Linked DNA regions of Zea mays: region 2 is linked to region 1. The links are chromatin contacts, called in public Hi-C maps. All regions are on one chromosome and are shown on one strand. The core of a region is the stretch at or near the end of the contact, and the rest is flanking DNA. Distances in the headings are between cores, read along the strand shown. Region 1 holds the start of LOC100383151 (methyltransferase). Region 2 holds the start of LOC100281245 (omega-3 fatty acid desaturase).

Region 1 (5,168 bases), core at 1,269-3,768:
CATTATAAGATTGAGACCATCAAACTAATAAGATTCAGAGTCGAAACCATAGGATTTACCTGAATGTCCACACACAAGCAACCAGCATTTACATGAATGTCAACTTATCTCTCGGCACCATAAGATAAGATTCGCACCGGCAAATTAAATACACATCTTAATACAACCACGGCCTTCCACATTGTGCAAAAACATCTTATATAAAGCATGGTCTGCAGTCTGCACTCTGCTCCAGCCTCCAAGGCCACAAGACTATAGAGGTGGTAATGGTACTGCTGGGTTACTGAACAATTATTTCGAGCTGCTTATACAAGGCAAACAAACTCTATATAATTTGCTCGGTTTTACAAGCCTTCTCCGCTTCATATCAGGAAAATCTAGGGTGTTTTTTGTTGCCCTTTATCAGAAAAAAAACTGCGTTAGTTAGCATAGCATTATCTCTTTTTCCTAAACAATGTCAATGTATTTGCTAGCTTGCTTTTCGAGAAAAAAAATGTATTTGCTAGCAAACTGGTGAACACCAACACATACAGTAAATGTCATGTCCAACTGCAAGAATATCAACAGTTTACTGTTCATTTGACTCATGTGTTAATAAATTCATTGATCATTCCACTTGTTTTCTCAACAATGGCAATCGCAAGGCACAATGATTTTTAATGGGAATGCAACTAGCCCTAACTACATTTCTTCCCCTTCACTTTGCCTCACTTCTTTAATCCTTTTTAATTAAGGATATATCCTAAACAGCATAAAACAATTCAATTACTCAACTGCTAAGTTTACAATGAAAAAAAATGAATACAGTGTGGACATAAACTACTCAAGTCAAAACCTTTTGTTGCCTGTATTTGAACTCTATCTGTGCTGTGATATTTCCAAACATCTGTACCAGAGAGATTACCAATCAAGCCTTTTACCACCACTGATGCACAAGGACGCCGTTCTCCCGCAGCGAGCTGAAAAGGTCCAAGCACTCCTCGTAAGTGTTGTCATACTTGGGCGACCGCTCACCAGGGCAGCACTTCTGCCACCGATTGTAATGGCACTCCAGGAAAAGCTCGTCGACCAAGCAGATTGCACCCGTGTCGAACAGCCTTGGGATCAAATCGAACTCGGTCCCCTCCACGTCCATCTTCATCACCAAGTAGTCCTGCTCTGTCACAGTCTGCTTCAACCACTCGGCGAGGTCAAACGCAGGGACACTCCTGACCTCGCCGGACATCTTCTTCCCGGTGGTGGGGCGGATGCGCCCCATGCCACGACCATTGGCCTTGGCTTCGTCCTCTTTTCCAGGATCACCATTGATCTCGAATACCAGTGTCTCATTCTTGACCCAGGCTGCATAGGGAAGCAATGTGACACCCTTCTTTGTCGCGTACTCAGAGTGGAACGCCGGGTCAGCTTCAATGGCGAACACCTGGAAGGTGTGGTTCTGCTTAGGGTAGTGCTTGCGGAACCAGCTACCGATGCTGGAGCCGTAGCTGTGCGCGCCAACGTCGACATACACGTACCGGCGTTTGAAGCTGATATCGGCCAGGGCCGGGAGGTACTTGATGTTGTTCATGTTTCTCTTGAGCGTGAGCCAGGGTTTGAGTGGCTCTTCCTGGATCAGTGGCTCGGCATGAGCGAGGAGCTGGAGCCTGTGATCCCCAACCGAGCAGTTGTTCACTGATGAAGAAGTGCCCGTGCCCGTGGACCGAAGATTCTTGTGGACGAAGACAAGTTCCCGGAGTGTGGAGTAGCTGTCGTCCTGGCCGTCGATCTCGCGAGATCGGACAAGGCGGAGCAACGGGAGGAGCGCCTGTATCGAGCGGAAGCTGTAGGCGTCGGCGGCGCTGGACGTGAGCATGACGAGATGGCCCTCGGGTTTGAGGATCCGCGCGGCCTCGGCGGCGAGGTCGGCCGGGCGCTTGGCGGCGTCGAGGGCGCGCCCCGCGAAGACGAAGTCGACGGACGACGCGTCGAACGGCAGTCGGCGGTCGTGCCCCGCGACGACGAGCGGGGGCGCGCGCTTCCTGGCGACGGCGACGGCTCTGGCGACGCCGAGTTCCCGCATCGCGAGCGCCTCCTGCGCGCCGCCGAGGCAGACGGCGCGGGATCCCGGCGCGAGAGCGCCGGCTGCGATGTGCGGCGCGAGGACGGCGGCGTGGTAGTCGACGGCCCTGCGCCAGCGGCGGGTGCGCCAGACCTCCGGCGACGGGACGTCAGCCTGGACGACGTGGGTCCTCGTGGTGGTTGCGACGGTGGCGGCGGGCCGGTAGAGCGGCCAACCGGCGGGACCGGCGGAGACGGCGAGGAAGGCGCCGTAGAGGAGGCGGAGCGCGAGGGCGGCGACGGCGAGGAGGAGCAGGCGCAGGAGAAAGGAGCACCGCCGCGGCGCGGAGGAGGGGTCCATGGTGGTGGTTTTCCCGGGCCCTCGTGAGAAAGGTAAAGGGGAGGGAAGGGGTCCGGTGCTAGTGATAGTGCTAACGGGAGCAGAAACGGGCGAAGGTGTGGTTGGCGCCGACGAGGGAGGCGAGGAAGGGGAAGGTGTAGCCCAGGAAGGTGGAAGAAGAAGAGGGGTAAGAGGATCTCCAACAACATAACCTATAAAAATGCCCTATAATTTTAAAATAAATATATTTTATAGAATTTAAGGCACCAACAAAACACATCGCTCCAACAGTAAAGCCTCAAATCTAGATTATAGGGCAGCCCACTACGGTATAGTATATTTGAGTCATTTGAGAGGGTGCCCTATAGTTTTTTGACAAAAATTTATAAAATAGGGCAATGTTGGAGTAGTTTTTTCTGTGAGCATCTCCAACAATGCCTCAAACTAGTGCTTCAAATTGAAATATGGGGCTCAACACAGAAAAAACTACTCCAACAGTGACCTATTTTATAAATTTTTGTCAAAAAACTATAGGGCACCCTCTCAAATGACTCAAATATACTACATCGTAGTGGGCTGCCTTATAATCTAAATTTAGGGCTTTACTGTTGGAACGATGTGTTTTGTTGATGCCCTAAATTTTATAAAATATACTTATTTTCAAATTATAAGGCATTTTTTAGGTTACGTTGTTGGAGATGCTCTAATCGGAGGATTCTACTACGCCTTCCATGGGTCAGCTTGGGATACGTTAGGGACAGTGGATTGGCTCCTGCGGCGGCGGTGCCATCGCCATGGGATCAGATCATCGAAGACCCCTTTCCCTTGCCGGACTAGTTGCCCGGGAATCGGAGGGAGAACGCGCTTTTTGCCGGTCAAGGCCTGGCTCGCAGCGCTCTTTTGGGCCTGGGATTGCGTCTGTATTACGGTCGTGCCACTCCTCCGATGGAGCGCCTCGTCCTTTCGGAGAACGGGAGACCATGGTTTGCTCGTTTCGATTAAAGATATTTATTTGTACTGTTATATATATAATCTATAAATATAAAATAATACTAGTTGAGTGTCCGTGTGTTGCAACGAAAATATATAATATCAGTATACTACGAAAAATTATATACAAAATATGTGTTATACCGTTATAAAAAAATGTTTTATAATCAATTTGTCATTCTGGCCATACATAAATTTTGTTATTTTAATCTATTTGTTTTACTATTACATTGTAACCATCAGTATCATGCAGACTTTGATATATATCACGATTTGCATGGTCTCATCATTGGAGAGCACGTTCCACACATACAGGAAGAAATTCCCCCGTACATCGTTAGTCATCAGACACGTACCACCATACGCTTTTGCTTAAACAAAAAGGCAAGTGTGTGTGTTTGCGAAGAGAATTAAAGGCAAGTCGGCACAAAAGCTACCCCAATGGTGGCGAGGATGACGAACTGGTCATTGTTGTTGGTCCTCCTCTGCGTCACCTCCTGCGTCAAGATGACGCCACGGTCCTCGATATAGTAGTCGTCGAACACGCGCGACACACCGAGTACTGATGACTCTTGGTTGGGCTGTAAAACGAAGTGTACCCTGGGCTCATCAGCAAGGTAGTGCCCCTGGCCGTTGCACCACCAGATGTGCTACTCTTCTACATACATCATGTTCAACGACACTCACACAACGTCAGCAACGGTCATCGTCCCAACGCACAAGAATTAATGGCCGGTCAGTAGCGACTTACGTGGCAGGTTGGGCTTCAGGTGGACGATGAGCTGGACGACGTGATGGTGTCGTCGTCGAATGCGATGCCCAGAACAACCCGAGAGTCGCCGACGTTGGCGACGACCATGAGGTCCCCCTCTTGACGATGGACAGCGCGGAGCAACCGCTCTGCACCGCGTCCAAGCGGTGGCTGCGCCGGAGCTTGTCGTACATAGCAGCACATGCGGCCACGTAGGACTGTTTCTAGAGGTCGAACTGGCAGTCGCCAAGTTTCTTCTCGTCGTCGATGAGCGACCCCAACGCGAGTGCCTCCTACTAATGGTGTTTGTTCGGGGTTTTCAAGTAAGAAACATGGATTCATATTTGGCGTTGATTTATAAAAATGACTCATAAGTCAGATTCATGGAAAAAATATTACGAAGAATAAATGTCACGCATGCAAAAAAGGAATTTAAGTTGAAAACATTATTCAAACAAAAGAAATTGCATGCAAGGCTCTTCTTTAAATACTACTTCCATCCAAAAATATAATTCAAGAATTTTGGTGATACTTATCTACTACTACGCATTGTGCAAGGGTAGCAGGTGAGCTTGGGGAGAGATGTAGTAGATGTGTTTCCTGTTATAGATGTAGACATACACACGTGTGGTGTAGCGGTAACTACTGCTAGCATTTGCTTGAGAGGTCATGAGTTCGAATCCCCTTGGGACCATGTGTATTTTTTAATTTTAGCCAGACGTCGGTTGTACGGGGGAATGGGAATAGGAATGGGAATGAGCTTTGCGGGGAGGGGGAATGAGAATGAGAGATATAGAATGGTGGCAGAACATGGGAATAGACTGTGCACGGGGAGGAAGGAATCGGAAAGGCAGAACAGGAAATGGTAGAACACGAAATGGGCATAACAGGAAATGGAAGACTACTATTGCAGCCTTAATAAGTAGTAGAGATAGTAGTAGAAGTAGATATGAATTAAAGTCAAGTGAATAGGTTATATGATGTTCCTGTAGTGTGGCTTCGCCCATTTGGTATCCCACAACGAGGACTCGCCAAGGACTCGTCATTAAG
Region 2 (5,512 bases), core at 1,283-3,782, 190 kb before region 1:
GAACCGGGGGTGCTAAAATAACTGGCGTTCGTTCTATCAAAGCTATTATTGAATGCCACTTCCCCTTATTCTATCTTAACGTATCGCTTCATTGATCAGACACCAACAATACCTTATTCATCTTGTTTTGCAGCTCAAAAATCTCTCTGCAATGGAAGTGAACATTGTCCGCCCTTTTCATGGTGAGAACTTTGCAGGCATTCTATAAGCACGATAGTCCACAGATGATTCAGCAAGCAGATAATGTAGGGACCAGAGCAACACTAGTTACAGACCGTGGCCCCCAGAATAAGCTTCCCTTGTAGATATTGTTTCAACTTGCTTGTGGATTCTCGGAGGTAGTTGTCCCCATAAAAAATGTGCCCTAAGAATCTTAAGATGTTGCGCACAAAATAGTTCCATATCAGAAAGCTGGTACATATATATAATTCTATTCTGATTGGTTGGTGACCCGGTACAATTTATAACAGCTTAATACATTGCACTGTATGGACCAGAAAGAAGACTTGGTACCTCGTTTTCTATTTCCATGCATTATTTATTTTGTCAGAATATTCTCATTTTGTCATCAAGCAGCAATACATGATTTGTCAGGAAAAGCCCCATGTCTCCAACTTTTGCAGAGAGATCTAAGGCGCAGGTAGTCCACTTACATTTTGCAAATAATGTACTGCATATGTGAGGACAGCAATAAGCGGAGGTACTGCACATTGCTTTCTTGCAACAGTACCAGCTAAGCATGTGCTAATGAGTCCTGATAGTAAAGCACTGGAAATTGTACTGTAGCTTGTTTTGCCCAAAGAATGATTGACTTATTGTTATATGCAAGTGTGTGGCTCATAGATCAGATCTCTCCGGTAGCCTCTGATCCTTGTGTTTCGCATAACTTCCAGCCTCCCTCAATTAGTCAAGTGAATGGACCAGAACAGCTAATGGTGGGGTCAGTTTGGTAGTAGACGACATCCCCTGTGTCGCTGACATAGTGGTCACGCCTCAAGCTCTGAACCAGATCACCAAGTAGATGCAAGGGGAGAGGGCCAGACTTTTGCGGCTCTCTGTAGTAATTTCCCAGCACCGGCTTGGCTGCCTCTGTCTGCATGCACAGCCTCCATCTTTCAGTGATCTGATATGTGCATTAGCGTAGTGAATGAGATTTAGTTGTTACTTACTGCCTCTATGAGATGGTAGTGTGGGATCTGCGGGAAGAGATGGTGGATGACATGAGTCCCAATGTCATGGTGGATGTTGTTGATCCACCCGTAGTCCCGGTCGAGCGTTGTCAGGCCACCCCGAAGATAGGTCCATTCCTAGTAGGTCCATTAGTTATAGAACAGTTAACTGAAACCTGCATGCAGCTGTGATTTAGCTATATACTACCTTTCCTCGGTACCATGGAAGCTTGTCATTGTGTCCGTGATGATGCAGGTAGGTGACGAAGTCGAGCCACATGACAAAAACCCAGTAGGGGACCAGGTAGAGCTTGAGCATCTGCAGAGGGCCCATGAGGAAGGCGAGGCCAGCTAGGAGTGCGACCATGGCGAGCCAGCACGCCGTGGAGGTGAGCACTTGTTTGCTCTCGCTGGGCTGGAAGAGGTCGCTGGCCGGGTGGAAATGGGAGCCGGACTTGCCGGGGCTCCTGTTGGCCAGGTAGAATGGGTAGACGAGCATAGGGAAGGGCAGCCTGAAGCGCAGCATCAGGACGACGCTGTCCAGGCTCTTGAACAGACGCTCGGGGAGCTGTATAGTCATAGATGATAGATAGACATGCAATGCAAGATGAGATATATAATTATTGCAGTTGCAGGTGGCTAGCTAGGGCAGGAGAGGAGGCGTACGTACGGGATGCCATGACTCGTCCTTGTCCACGTGGCCGTGGTTCTGGTGGTGCGTCCTGTGGCTAATCCGCCTGCACTTGAACATACAATAATATATAGAGCTGCACTGCATTGCATTGCCTGCATTTAACTGACTCGCTAATTACCAGCCGTTGTATGGCACCAGGATGGAGGAGTGCAGAATGTGACCGACCACGCTGTTGAGTCTGGGGTTGTTGGAGAAGCTGCCGTGGCCGCAGTCGTGTCCCAGCACGAAGAGCGCCCAGAACATGGTGCCCTGTGCCGCCCAGTAGAGCGGCCAGACGAGCCAGCTGTCGAGGCGCGCCGCGGCGGCGGCGAGACCCAGCACCAGGACCACGTCGCGCACCACGTAGCCCATGGAGCGCCAGGGGTCCTTCACCCAGCAGTGCTTGGGGATGGCGGCGCGGATGTCGCCCAGCCCGAACGGTGGCGCCGCCGCGGGGTCAAATTCTTGTTGGGTGGCGGTGGCGGTGGAGGTGGCGGGCACAGCGACACAGACGCCGCTGCGGCCTCGGTGCCGCGCGGTACCAGGAACCACAATGCGGCGGCTGCTGCTAGCGGACATGGGGACTGAGACGGAGAGGAGCAGGCGTGCCATGCCGGCTCTCCAGGTCCAGTCGCCGCTTGGCTCTCCTCCTCTCTTCGGCTTGAAATGGGTGGCTGCCTAATCCGATTCAAAAAATCCATCGGCCCCGCCCGCCCCTGCTGTCAGTGTCACCCAACTGGTTTGCCTACAGCCGTTCAGGTCAGGTTTTCTGTTATCGGCCTAGCCACATCGTTAGACCAGCAATGTACTCTATATCCGTTTCTATATCTGTCATCTATAGTCTTTTCTAAAATATTCTATCCTCTATATCTCCTTTTTCTCCAACAACGTCCTATAAATCATGTCCTCTATAAGCAAATATCTATATTAGAGATATTTTTTTAATTTTTTACATGCGTATTTGTTATACTCTCAAATGTATTGTACATATTTTAGTTTTGCTAAACCGATTGTTTAAAGTATTCAAATGGATAGAGAACCATTTAAAGAAACTCTATATATAGAGGATCCAGTACCGTGCTCTAAATTTAGATGACCGTTTAGAGGACACTGTTAAAGAGAGTAGAGGATAATTTCACCCTCTAAATTTAGGGTATATGGCCCTTTATAGGTTATTGTTGGAACTAGTCTTACTGTCACCAATTTGTTTCTAAATTGTTTTTTAGCGTGAGACAACTAGAGAATATGGAGAATATGTTTTACAGTAGTTTACTACTGTGATTAGACCACATCTCTCTGTATATATATATTTAAAGTAGCTTACTACTGTGAGGCTATTAGAAGTCCTGGGTTTCCATAACATACAGTAAGCTCCAGCCAGCAATGCAGTTAGGCTAGTTGGAACCAGTTTATAACGTATACTGATACTAAGGCCCTGTTTGGGAGAGCTTCACTTCAAGAATTTCAATTTTGTTCGAACTTCTTCAACCCAAACAGGTCCAGCTCCACGAGCTTTAGTTTTTTAAAAAAACGAAACTAGAGACCCGTTTCATGAAATTTATAAAGCTCCTTAGAGGGTGCTTCAAAAACACTGTTTTTATATCTCCTCATGAAGCTGTACGAAAATTACCCACCATGCCACTGGTTACGCAACATACAATTTTCGTTCTCTCAAGCGACAACCCACTAATCATCAAGAGTAATCAAGGAAACCCACACAAATCAATTGTACTATAGAAGTTGGAGTCCATATACAAACCAAACGCTCATGGAACTCACCTTAACAATTTGCTGGAGCTGTTTTATAGTGAAACTGGAAAACCAAAGCTGAAGTTTTTGAAGTGAAGCTCTCCCAAACAGGGCCTAATTATGTTACACTGTGTACATATTTCTGCAGTGTGGTACATCGTGTAAAAAAATATGTTTTTTGCTGCATGCACACAAATTTAGGATGATAAAAATGTGGATTGAAAGGAAATAGATTGACATACATGAAAACAAAAAAACTGATTTACATGCTTTATTTTGTCCATAAAAGTAGGATCTTGATAACAGTCGTGCAAGTATGATCGTTGGAACCGGTTTATGATATATACTGACGCTAATTATGCTACACGGATATTATGCAATGCGATATAGCGCGAAAAAAAATCTGTTTCCTGCTGAGAGCACCTAGAGGGGGGTGAATAGGTAATCCTGTAAAATTCAACACTGAATAGCCACAAAACTTAGTTATAGGAGTGTTAGTGCGACTAAGTGGTTGAGAAGCGTGTTCTTGAGGACAAAACAATCATAGAGAGATCAACACAAGACACACGATTTTATCCCGTGGTTCGGCCAAGTAACACTTGCCTACTTCCACGTTGTGGCGTCCCAATAGACGAGAGTTGCACTCAACCCCTTTCAAGTGATCCGATGATCAACTTGAATACCACGATTTTTCCTTTAGATGCTTATTCCCGTTTGCGAGGAATCTCCACAAGATTGGAGTCTCTCGCCCTTACAACAAAGATTACAATGAAAGCACAGAGTAAGGTTGGGATGAGCAACACACACAAGACATAAATCGTAGCACACCCACGCACACAAGAGAAGACTTTAGCTCAAATGACAACACAGGGAGTCCTTGACTCGAATGGAGTCCTTGACACGAATGCGCGAGAACAAAGTCTGGATGCCTTAGGATGCTTAGTGAATGCTTGTGTAGCTCCTCCATGCGTCTAGGGGGCCCTTTTATAGCCCTAAGGCAACTATGAGTCGTTGGAGACCAATCAAGGAAGGCCAAACTTGCCTTCTGTCGGGTGGTGCACCAGACAGTCCGGTGCACCACCGGACAGCTACTGTAGCCTGTCCGGTGTCGATCTCCTTCCTTTTCGGGCACAAACGACCGTTGAAGCTCCGGGCCAGTTGGCGCACCGGACACTGTCCGGTGCACACCGGACAGTTCGGTGCCCGCTGCCGACCGTTGGAGCTGCCACGCGTCACCCGCGGATTGCGTGGCTGACCGTTGGCTCACCGGACAGTCCGGTGCACCACCGGACAGTCCGGTGCATTATAGCCGTACGCCGCCAAACTTTTCCCGAGAGCGACCTGTTCACCAGAAACCAGTCTGGCGCACCGGACAGTCCGGTGTGCCAGGTCGAGCTGGACTTTGGCTGCACACAGCTAAGTCTTTTGCAATTCCTTCTTTTCCTATTTCTATCACTTAGACAATATATGTTAGTACTCAAAACAATGTACTAAGTCTAGAAACGTACCTTGTTACATGATTTACACTTTTTGCTTGTTTGGCACATAATAACTCACTCACTATGTGTTGGACATTTAATCACAAAAACATTATAGAAATGGCCCAAGGGCATATTTCCCTTTCAATCACCCCCTTTTTGGTGATTTATGCCAACACATCAAAAAGCAATTCAAAACATGCAACATCGATTCAAATTTGAAGACCAAATTGTTTTATCTATAATTTGGCATATTTGGATCATTCTTTGCCACCACTTGGTTTGTTTTTGCAAATCAAATTCATTTTCCTATCTCTAATTCAAACTCACTTGTTTGGGCATAAAGAGAGATATTCCAAGAGAAAAATTGATCAAGTGCCAAAAACTCCCACTTTTTCCCATAATCTAAATTCTCCTCCATAAGAGACCAAATCTTCCAATAA

What was found. Hi-C and Micro-C count contacts between places; a contact is called where the count stands out from the background.
Region 2: a contact with region 1 is called in a Hi-C map of ear, with 2.5 times the contacts expected there. The contact joins the promoter of LOC100281245 here to the promoter of LOC100383151 in region 1. A contact is called at or near these places in 2 of 25 Hi-C or Micro-C datasets (ear and root tip).

The regions. Positions count from the first base shown.
Region 1 is chr2:224,983,885-224,989,052 of Zm-B73-REFERENCE-NAM-5.0, reverse strand. LOC100383151 (methyltransferase) reads right to left here and starts at 2,518. Exons shown (of 1, transcript NM_001175816.1): 1 at 571-2,518. The coding sequence starts at 2,398. The coding sequence ends at 917.
Region 2 is chr2:225,177,701-225,183,212 of Zm-B73-REFERENCE-NAM-5.0, reverse strand. LOC100281245 (omega-3 fatty acid desaturase) reads right to left here and starts at 2,532. Exons shown (of 5, transcript NM_001154164.2): 1 at 1,982-2,532; 2 at 1,840-1,906; 3 at 1,378-1,737; 4 at 1,170-1,307; 5 at 490-1,093. The coding sequence starts at 2,454. The coding sequence ends at 908. It also overlaps the pseudogene LOC123706504.